Regions from separate parts of the Bombyx mori genome. Here region 2 is linked to region 1. A link is a contact called in public Hi-C data. All regions are on one chromosome and are shown on one strand. The core of a region is the stretch at or near the end of the contact, and the rest is flanking DNA. Distances in the headings are between cores, read along the strand shown.

Evidence for each region. A called contact is a pair of places that touch in the nucleus more often than the background predicts.
Region 2: a Hi-C map of midgut shows a contact between it and region 1, with 2.7 times the contacts expected there. The contact joins the promoter of LOC101736084 here to the enhancer-like site in region 1. A contact is called at or near these places in 2 of 7 Hi-C or Micro-C datasets (midgut and whole pupa).

What each region holds. Positions count from the first base shown.
Region 1 is chr7:1,992,186-1,997,941 of ASM3026992v2, forward strand. LOC101736084 (MAP7 domain-containing protein 1) reads right to left here. Exons shown (of 16, transcript XM_062669326.1): 4 at 4,860-4,954; 5 at 3,573-3,758. Among protein-coding and RNA genes, the nearest start is that of Mir3252, 18 kb to the right of the region's middle. Within about 2 kb of position 3,651, at least 4 of the 8 cell types and tissues checked have open chromatin away from gene starts, as enhancers often do.
Region 2 is chr7:2,034,557-2,040,312 of ASM3026992v2, forward strand. It overlaps LOC101736084 (MAP7 domain-containing protein 1), which reads right to left and starts at 2,959. Exons shown (of 16, transcript XM_062669326.1): 1 at 2,817-2,959. The coding sequence starts at 2,862. LOC134199130 (a long non-coding RNA gene) reads left to right here and starts at 1,432. Exons shown (of 3, transcript XR_009973483.1): 1 at 1,432-2,660; 2 at 2,944-3,881; 3 at 4,926-5,756.

The sequences.
Region 1 (5,756 bases), core at 2,401-4,900:
AGTTAAATTTATTTATGACTACTGAAACACCCAATTTCAACGATGTCAATTTTGACAGTACTTATCGGAATAAAAATAAGGGAAACAACACTGTCGTATGATTGTCTACGAAGATTCCTATAACTGCTCAATTTGTATTTTCGCAAAGGAAAAAAAAGCATTTTCTATTAACATCAAATCGTTTCTTCACTAATTGATTTACTATAGAGATGACATAAAAAAATTATATGCAAATTCGGAGCGGACAACGAAAGCTATACAGCAGGGATGGCCAACCCGTCGATTGCGTATATCAGTCCAGTAGATCGCAACAAAATAAAAAAAAATTTATACACAGAACAGACTGACGTAATCACCCAACTGCTGCGCGAATCATCTGTGTCTTATACCATCTTTATCTTATTATATTATTTATCCTATATAATAAAATATGCTACTTATTTATATAATAAACTATATTTCATTAAATTTCAAGAAGTCGCTCTGTAGATCGCAGAGGGTTTCGTCAATGACCACCACCCTGCCTATGTCTGCTTCACAGCAGTAATGAATTGAAGGGTGGAGCAGCCGTTGTAACTATACGTGAGACCTTAGAACTTATATCTCAAGGTGGGTGGCGCATTTACGTTGTCGATATCTATGGACTCCAGTAACCAGGTGGGCTGTGAGCTCGTCCATCCACCTAAGCAATAATAATAAAAAAACACTAGATCTGGGTTCTTATAATCAAGTTGACCATCCTTACTCTAGAGAGTACATAGCTTAAACAACGAAAGCCGCACGAGTATAGCAGTGTGCTTAGTTCCAGTTTTTCAACTTTCTCGATAGCGTAAAAGTTAACTCAAATTTGTATCGAGTTGTAAAGTTTGCCTACCTTTGCCGCTGGGGGCGTTGTTCCAACTGCATACAGATTTGAGTTAACTTTTACGCTATCGAGAACGTTTAAAAATCGCACTAAGCGCATTATAGACAATTATTAGCAACGATCACAGCACAATTAGTATGCGATAACGCAGTTTTGTAAATTGTATTAGACACAGACATAGTATAGCGTCGGTACAACACGCTGGTGGCAGACAAAAATGACCTATAGCGACAAATGTTCAAATCTGAATCGGAAGATTTCTTATGGTTATATTAAATCGATTATTTCTAAAACGAAATGAAATAGAATACATACGTTACTACGAATTCGTCGTATTTTTTATCAGTACGGAATAGTGATGTTACCAATAGTAACTTTTGATTTGCTATAATTAAATAGAGGTAATTCGCAGATTTGGCAAAAAAGAAAAATACGACCAGGGCCCTGAAACTGCGATACTTTGAGACGTTTTTTTTTTTGTATGGAAACTAGCGACACCTTGTAGCGGATACCCCTAAACTTATATGTTAAAGTTAAGGCATTACAATATTGTTGAATTAAACATAGAAAAAAAATATATACTAGTCTTTATTTGGTATAGACAAATTGATCAAGTTTTATCAATTTGTCTTAAGGTCTTAGTTGCCAGATCATAAATTCTCTTAAAATAAAAACAATGAAAAGACCGACTCAGAGGAATTGTAGTCGATGTGTAAGCGTGCTCACCTCTGGGCGTGTTGAGGCCGGTGCCGGCGATGGAGGCGGGGCGCGGGCGGCGCGGCGTGGAGGCGGGGCGGCGCGGCACGGCGGCCTGCGACAGCGCGCTGCCCGGCCGCGAGCCCGGCGTCGTCTCGCCGGAGCGCGGTTCTGTGGCGTCAGTTAGCGACACTCTTTTTTTTTTTTCCTACCTAAGCCGAGAGCCTTGAGAGGCTATATCAGCGTAACCTTAACTAGTAGGTGAGCTCACGGGGCTCAAACCTGATGACGTTGCTAACACGAACCCTAGCAAGAGCCGTGCTTCGCAGAATCTACCACCGGATCGGAAACGCGACCCACTGAGAAGATCCGGCGAGAAACTCAGTGGGCTGCGATACTCTACTACAATACGTACGTAGTACGACTGACAATACGACGTTACGTTCGCTTGTCTTGTGTTGCAGTGAGTGTTGACATTCAAATCAATGTTTTTTTTCTATGTGTTAATACTTTGACACACGCATCGTAAATCATCTTTAGTTAAAACTGAGTTACATTATTATATATTATTATATTACATTATACAACTTGAGACTGTAGATGTAGATGAATAGCAGATGTGATCCGCGGTTTCGTTACTGTTAAACCGAGGCAAATAACTTGAGCGTAGTTCAAAAGCCTGTTTTGTATTGTATTGTGTCAAATTAAGAGTACATATTTCGTTGAAAACAAAGAGAATTTTTCTGACTACCGTCAATGTCAAATCAAATATTTTTAGTCTAATCATTGATTAGAATCCGTAATATACAATTTTAATTTATATTTAAACATACGCCCACACTTGTGGGTGTGTGTGTGTCTAAAATTTTATAAATCACAAAAAATACCAGATAGATTAAAACAATTATTTATCTTAATAACTATATTAATAATTTATGTTTTAAAAAAATAACTCTTACTCAATTACTAATTAGTTCATTTTATTATTATCCATGCTTAGCGTAATGTTGAGTATTACAAGTCACTAAAAGAATTCATGGTTTGCTTTAGTGTGTACATAGTTATTGTTACATTGTTACGGTGTTGATACGTGTTAAAAAAAAACAAAAAATAGAGTATAGTATTGTATCTGAATCATTAGTTTAAATATCTCTTTTTAACAAAGTTGACGTTCAAATATTTTTACTTATTCAATTCATTCAACTACATTACTGTGAAATTCAATCACAGTGCTTAATACTAGCACTGATTTATGGTATCATATTGGTTTATATATTTTCAAGAAATTAGTAAAATTAAATTAATTGTAACCACTAGATAGTTTCACAAGTACATTTCAATTTATTCGACGTATTTAAAATAATACCCAAATCAAAAGTGAATTAAGCATAAAGAAAAACAAAGAAAATTTGTGCACATCCGAACCCTTGTGCGCCAAAAGAAATTAAAAGAAACGGTGCAAATTTAAAAATTCAGTCTTACCTTCACCTTTTAATGACAAGTACCCTAAAATCCAAGGAAGAACATAAGCCCCGAACATAATGCTCACCAATGCGTTGCTGGATAGTGGCTATACACTTAACTTACATTAAGAACGAATTGAGAAAACCGGTTAAAATACAAGAAGAATCTGAAATCATTTTAGCCCTAATACCGGACTGCGAAGGTCCGCTTTTCCCAAAACTCACGTTTGAAGAATCTCATAAAGCAAAGCACTTATTTTAGATACAATTGTTATTCAATGAAACGCCAAACGACCACCCTGTAAAGCGTCGCGTTAGTAACAGTTAAACCGAAAAGTTGTCCCCCCCTTTGAGCGAGATATTCTTTATTAAGACTTGTCACATATTGCGCCAATAATGACGTTTTTGTTTTCGTGACGTCATTGTGGAATGACGAAAAGACCAAGCTGCCCAAGTCGTTGACGTATCAACAGAGGCCGAACCAAACCAACGAAGCGCGCAGCCATCACCCAAAGCGAAGCCATCGTTGAGGCGCAAACAGTTCTTACGGGTCCTGTTGAGATGGTGCATGGAGGGCGACGCCGAGTGTAAGGGCCGGGCTGAGGGCAGACGGTCGAGTCTGGTCATGGAGTGGGCCCTACCTGGCGCGCGGCCCAGCGGCACGGTCGGCACCAGGTCGGTGCGGCGACGCGCCACTGACGTCCACGCCGGCGCCGGCTGCCGGTCCGGCTCGTCTGGAAACCATAAGTTTCCGTCACTTCTTGTGCTACTGTGACCGGGCCAAATGATCTTGCACGATGGTAGCCCGTCAGGTGACCAATGTTAAGATACGGCCACGTTACCCTACCCGTCTGTCTTTTACCTTTGTAAAGCCGCAAGAGTTGAAACAGATGTCTTTTTTTCTGCCTATTCTAGTAACCAGAGGTTATTCTAGAGTCGCCGAACAGCTCACGAGGCTCAAGCGGAGCGTTGCTAGCACTGGCCCTAGCAAGAGCAGTGCTTCGCAGAATCTACCACCGGATCGGAAACGCGACCAACTGAAAAGATCCGGCCAGAAACTCAGTGGGCTGTGTCTATGGGTTAATTTACTCGTCGAGCCCTTCGTCGTAAGCGACGGGTTCGGCGAGGACAGTGACCAGTGCTTGAGGTAAAATGTCTATAGGTCACAGTGAATTCCTGTTTCCTACTATATTTCCAATTAAAAATTGAATTAAAAACCTTATTGTTTTTTTTTCGTTTTGTTGTTTCCTATTTGTTCGTTTGTAATAAAGCATTGGCCACGATACTGATGCACGTTTGTCGAGCATTTAAAATTGTACATCCTAGACAAGGACATTGAAGAATGGCTGTATTTATAACTCAATACATTTATAATGAAAATATCGATACTTACACAAACTCATGACCATCAGTCCTTTGGCGGCACGAAATGAGAAAAACGCATATTAATTAATTTAAACAAATGTTTACGTAGGCGAAGTATCGTGCAAAAAGGCAAAAGCCCGGTTCGCTCGGCTTGCTAGTTTCTCATAAGCTGCTGCATATAGCAAGGTCTACTAAGCTTGTGAATAAGTAAGCAGTATTTCGGCCATAATAATTATGAAGATATCAAGCGACATTGTCAAGATGGTGCATATCCTTTAGTTCGTTTGGGTACATTTGAGTGATAGGGTGTAAATATTTATTTTGCCTATTAATACTATGAATTGTACTATTTTTAATTTCATAAACATTCATCATAATACATTTTATTCGATTTTCGATTGTTATACTTAAAAGGTTTTTATACTCGAATGTTCTGAGACATTTTTGATTTAATTGTATTCGAAACTAACCTTTAGTGTCGGTGTCTGAAGAGTCAAGTTGCAGTGCTGAAGCTCGTCTCGTGAGCGGCGCAGATGTGAACATCACGTTCGTTGTTGATGCCGCCCTGTAATACGCCGAAGAAACATGTGAAAATAGGTTCCATTTAATTAGAGTTACGGCCTGGCCACGGGGATCGGCGGTGCGAACAGCGAAGCGGTGGGCGAGGCGACCATTCGCGCAACACCGTTTGCAGGCCACGGGTACTCACGTTCGCCGCCGCGACTAGTAAGGAAGTCCGACAGCGAAATGTCTATATCGAAATTATCTCGATATTGCTTACAAATTAATAGTTTTTTGGTTCAGGACCTATTATTTGGAAAAGATTGTGAAGTACATGATTTGAATAAGAATCGGAGTATACCTATAGATGGAGAATTCCACAAGAAGTACGAGAAATACTTTGGGTGGCTAGACTTCCAAATAGCTGGTCTAGCTAGTATTTCAGCTATTTTATTTTTTTATTGCTTAGATGGGTGGACGAGCTCACAGCCCACCTTGTGTTAAGTGGTTACTGGAGCCCATAGACATCCACAACGTAAATGCGCCAACCACCTTGAGATATAAGTTCTAAGGTCTCAAGTATAGTTATAATGGCTGCCTCACCCTTCAAACCGAAACGCATTACTACTTCACGGCAGAAATAGGCAGGGTGGTAGTACCCACCCGTGTAGACTCACAAGAGGTCCTACCACCAGTAATTACGCAAATTATTATTTTGAAGATTTCATTTTTATCACACGATGTTATTCCTTCACCGTGGAAATCAATCGTGAACATTTGTTGAGTACGTATTTCATTACAAAAATTGGTACCCGCCTGATATTCGAACACCGGTGCATCGCTCAACACGATTGCACCGGACGTCC
Region 2 (5,756 bases), core at 1,709-4,208, 42 kb after region 1:
CTTAACATCAGGAGGGCCGTACGCTCGCCTACTAAGGCATTAAATAAATAAAAAATTTGAGTTTGGAGGCTTACAGCTCTCTCATAGGTTAGCTATAACGATTGCTCACGGACATCAACAATGGTTATGGCTGTTGAAGAAGCATCTATCAGATGCAGAGCACTGTGGCAATGCAAGGCATAGTTCATTCCGGAACTGGAAGACATATGGCCAAACTGATAAATCGACAGTACATATCATCAATTTATCGATTGATCAACCTACTAACTAGGACCGCTTTAGCAGTAGCGGTGCTTCTGCTTCTGTTTTAGCACTAGTGCAGTAGGTCTGCAGTATCGAGGGTAGTGCTGTGATAAAAATGAGTTGACGGGTCCATTTCAAACATTTCCTCAGAACACTATCCATTTAACAAATGATACAAAACATGAATAACACCAAATATTCTGTATAGAGTCATAAGTTTTAGACACTGTGAGATGGGGATTATCTGAATTTGGTTTTTGACTGGTAAGTCTGGCTAAGTCTAGTTTTTAAATTGTTATGGTCGGACATTGATAATTTCATGTATCTCTAAAATTAATAAGACTAACAATCTGTATTCTGTATATGTAAGTGAAATAATGAAAACAATAGAAATGATAATCTGTACTGTTCGTTATGATATTGTGATAGTGGCATGTTATTAATTTGCCTACATTAAGGCATAAAAATGATTTGTTTTCTACAATTCTCGTTAATCAACTTTAAATACTGAGGATTTTATAGTAAACTCACTCAGATCAACGTGGTGCTTCCACCATTTTGAATTAGTGTAGATTCATTGATTTGGATGTTTGAATATTCTGTGTGTTTTCTGGACAGAAATACACTGAAGAAATGTATTTATACATAAAAACACCACTTACACACATCAACAGAGCAAAGGGAAATAGCAAATCATTTATATTTGTTTTAAAACAGTAATCAATCAATCAGATCGAGTTCAAAAACAAAATAGCATAAATTAAAACAGCATTTATATGCTTCATAATGAACCTAAGTGCAGTCCGACTTTTACTAACCAGCAATTTAAAGATATCAAAAGGTAAATGAAAAGATAGTATCAAAAGTGTATACAGGCTGCAAACCTTGGGTAATAATGAACAAAATTCATATTACATATTAAGGATTTCAGTAGTTCTGAATTTATGAGCAATGAGAGAGTGGTAAGCACGGCCACAAAAAAAAAAAACCTGATCACCTAATTGTTCAGTCGGAAAACATCTGTCAGAACACAATCTGTTTACACAATAGAAAATGTATTGCGCCTTATTCTATATTTATTTACACACAAAAAGTAATAAATAGCGGTGAGATTTTAGATTCAATATCAACTAAGACTACACTCAGAATACCCATTTATTTCACAGGAACAGGCCCAGCACAAGAAAAATACAAAACAAAACCTACACAAAATATTATGCTGATTTCTGTAGCAAATTGTAGTTACTTCGAAGGCCTCAAAGATTTTTACTGTGAAAAAATCGCAATCCTTACTAGTTTTGTTTAAATTAGTTTTACATTGTCAAGACTTCAGAAACACAAAGAGTATTTTAAGATGATACATACTGAGTGGTCATCATAAAAAAATTATCTGTCATGGAAAACTGCTGATAACTGACTTAAAAAAAATATTGAAATTCCCAATTCCATTTTTTTAATGCTACCTAAGAACTCTACGATTGATAAACGGATTCTGGCATTTATAAAAATTACTAATGGTATACTTTCAAATTAATGTCTTTAGAAAATTGATAAAAGTCAATTCAGTTATTAACTTCTAAATAAATTTAAAAAAATAGCCAATGTATTATTTGTATCAACAAATTTGAATTGAATTTTCTATCTTCACATTTGTTAGCGTTATACGTTTCCTTTACTTTTTTATCTCTTACTTGAATTTGATTTATGAATCTAGATCCTTGCTTCTCTTATGTTCCTATTTAAATATATTTTTCAATATTTGAGCAAAAATTGTAGTGTATATACTTGTACTACTTATATACTTTGTGGTATCATTACATTTACATATAGCTTTCTCATGATTATGTTATTAAGCTAAGTTGGTTTTATTGATTTAAATATATGCTAGTTTCTTTTGTGCTTCCAAACATTACAGTTTATCAATATTTCAATGTAATACTTTTAATCTTTTTTATCATTTATAGATTGTAGGCAATTACCCTGTAGGTGCTGATGTATTTTTGATTCATTGCCTATGCATTATACATTAAATAAAATAGATAATATGTTATCTGTTTCATATACTCTGATAAGATTCTGTCAGAATCAGGTGCAAGTTTTATGCAAAATATTAGAATATGTACATATATTTACGTCAGTCGTATGTAGACTATGACTCAAATATCTGCATCATCAAGTCAACAAGATATTTATTGGACGTCAGCAAAATGAAACCGCTCAAACTGAAGAGAAAATTTACAGTAAAATCGACATTCGTCACCAAAAAAAACAACACAATGTTGAAAAAGATCACGAAGTACTCAATTGACATTTGGAGGATTCAATCATTTTGGACACATTCCTGACTACGCACCGTCTGGCAAGCATTTTTCTAATAATAGAACATACCACGACGTTAAAAAGACATCCAAATATAGGTAAAAAACAAAACACTGGACCGAATATTACACTAGACGTTCTCGAAAGCGGTACCAAACCGCGACGTGGGGCCACGACACGGTTAGGGTTACATGATTTTTCAATCACATTTTATCACTAGTTCAACACATTTTCAACTATAATTGCACATATACCTTTGCTTTCAGCGGTTTCGTTAATATTTCTCACGTCATCAACCATCTTGCTGGATGACAGTCACTCACTAAACACTTTTTATTCGAACATATTTCGAAAACTCATACTTTGGTTCACTATTTTCAGCCAGTCAACGAGCAATCTATACAACGACACTTCGTTCCGTTCACTACCAAATGCCAAACCAAACAGCCAACGAGTAAGGATGACGGAACAGAAAGACTACGATGGCGACGAACGACCTTCATTCGTTTGTTAAATATTATCGATGATGTCGTCATCGACTACTTAAAAATTTTAATTATTTATGATTTAATTGTGCATTAAAAAAAATGCTATTACAACTGGAATACGTTCCATTTTATACTTAGTTTGACTGTTATTTTCCAAATCCCAAAATATTTTAAATGACGACGCAATGACATTCTCCTCTGTACACTCATCAGTCATTATTGTCAAGCTGTTAAATTGATATTAATTAAAACTTTTTTTAATTAATTAAATGTGCCCTTCGCATTTAACCCAATATTTATGGTCTGTAATATAACAAAAAAAACAAAAACGATTCTTTAAAAATTAACTGTTATTTAAAATGAAACTTGCGCCATCTAGTGTAGAAATAGACATTTTAGAATGCCATCTAGTGTCATCTTCTTATATTTCTAGTTTAAATTTTGCTATGGGCTACAAGATGTCTTACAGCAGAGCATTTTTTGAGCAAAATTTTGAAACATTTTGTGATGTTTGCTATCAGTGTTAAACTATGATGTGTGTATTATGGAGGGTAGAGGTGAGGAGAAGCGTCTTTGTGTGTGACAGTGTCCGTTAAAATCAGCTATATAAGGGTGGCGCTACAGTAGCAACCGGTTAAATTTAAAAAAAGGCGCTGAAAGTTATTACAATAAGATAGAGAAATGAAAAAAGGACGAAAGAACTGTAAGCACTACAAAATCACAAAAAGTATTTTATTTAGCTGATGAGAAAATGCAATCGATGTCTCCACGTTTTACCATAGCAATAATTTTAGGTTATATTGACGAAATTCGTTTGGACTACGTAAACATGTAAGGCTTGTATATTACATTGTCACTAACTACTCTAGTCATTAAATATATTAAATTTCATAACTCAGCATACTTCAATCAGTTAACAACTGCTCAATTCATATCATACCCTGTGCCTATGTTAGCGCCATTCTGGAGGATTTTGTATGTCAGGTTTAAATGTTTATAACGGTAGTTTATTAACCGTTTGGCATTTGTGAAAGTGCACAATGTAAGGAAATGAAACCAAGTTGCTGGACGTGGGCAAAAAAATCTGAGAATTGAAGTCTCATTAAATAACCAACATTTTAATGAGACTAATTCATCCCATCTCATCTCGCTTTATTTAATTTTATTCGCTTATTATTTTACGCTGCATTTCATTTTTCTTACTACTCTGATGGGATTAGAGCAGATTAGATTAGATTAGATAGATTAGATTAGAGATGAGAACAACTGATGAGATTAAAGCAAGAAGTTTAGAGAAAGCGGCCGAAATTAATCAACAGAAGGGGTGTGGTTTTTCATCATAACGCTAGACCTTTAGAGCTTGGCTGGGAGGTGTTAATGCATCCGCCGTATAGTCCTGAACTTACACCTTCAGATTTCCACCTGTTTCGGTCTCTTCAGAATCCTTTAGGCAGTGTCAGGTTAACATCACGAGAGGACTGCCAAAACCAATTGTGGCGGTATTTTGATCAGAATCCCCAAAATTTCTATAGCAATGGGATCATGTTCCTACCTACAAGATGGCAAAAAGTTATCGAACAAAATGGTACTTACCTACATACTTTAGTTAATTTTATATGAACTATATTAAAAAATGTTGTGAATTTTCTTAAAAAATACGAATAAACTTTTCCCCAGCCTAATACCAAACCAAAAACATTTTTAAATGCTTTTCCGGATTTGGGTTCAGCTCTCATCGCGAATTCTCCTTTACGTCTTCTAACTAAATGAAAACGGGTGCCAGGAAGTGGTAATTTTAGTTTAGGAAAAAGAAAGAAGTCGGCTGCAGCCATATCTGATTTATAAGTCGTCATATGAATGTTTGCCCGATTTCAGCATCAAATCCACATCCTAGTAGTTAGGGGATAACTATTCCACCACCAAGCTAGTCAGAGCGCAGCGGGACCTCCCCATATGCTGATTTTCTGAGACTGACGAGGAAGGAACCCAATAAGATAACTTCTACACGCGTCTTGCTAAGTAACCAGATGACCGCACTCTTTCCCATCCATCCTGGCTTCTGCTCAGCGAAGTTTCCCGGGGACTGGAGCCAACGGTGTCGTCTAGGCGGGTTTTGGGTTGAGTGTCTTTTAACCGAGAGGCTCTGTGGTCATGGCGCCAATTTTCGCCAGTCCGACGATACGTGGATTAGAGACTCCGTTGCTCATGCTTTGCCTACCGTCTCCAACCGACTCAAAAAAGAGTATATCGGAGCTCGCATGAGTAGGTTTCACTATACTGCCATTTTTATGCCACGAAGAAATTGTTGTGCATTCCAGTTTGAAAATGAAATATTCTCCATAGGACAGTTGTTTGCGTTAGTAAAATATTTTACCATTGGAAAAAATGATGATTTGCTGGAATCGAGAAATATTTGAGTGCGTTTAAAAATATTTAATTAACGATTCAAACACAACGGCATCAAACAGATTTCTACACACAATCCGTCGACGCTTGCAAAAAAAACCTGAAATCCTCTTGAAAATTCTATGCAACAGTAATGACGAATTCAAGTAAAGACGAAAGGTCACTAATTGAATCGATTTACTAGTCTGCACTCTGCGCATAGACTTGCACAAAATAATATACATAAACTATGCGCCTTGGGTGAGCACCCACCTAGCCACCTGTATCACTGGCCACTCACACTGACTTGCAAGCCGCAGT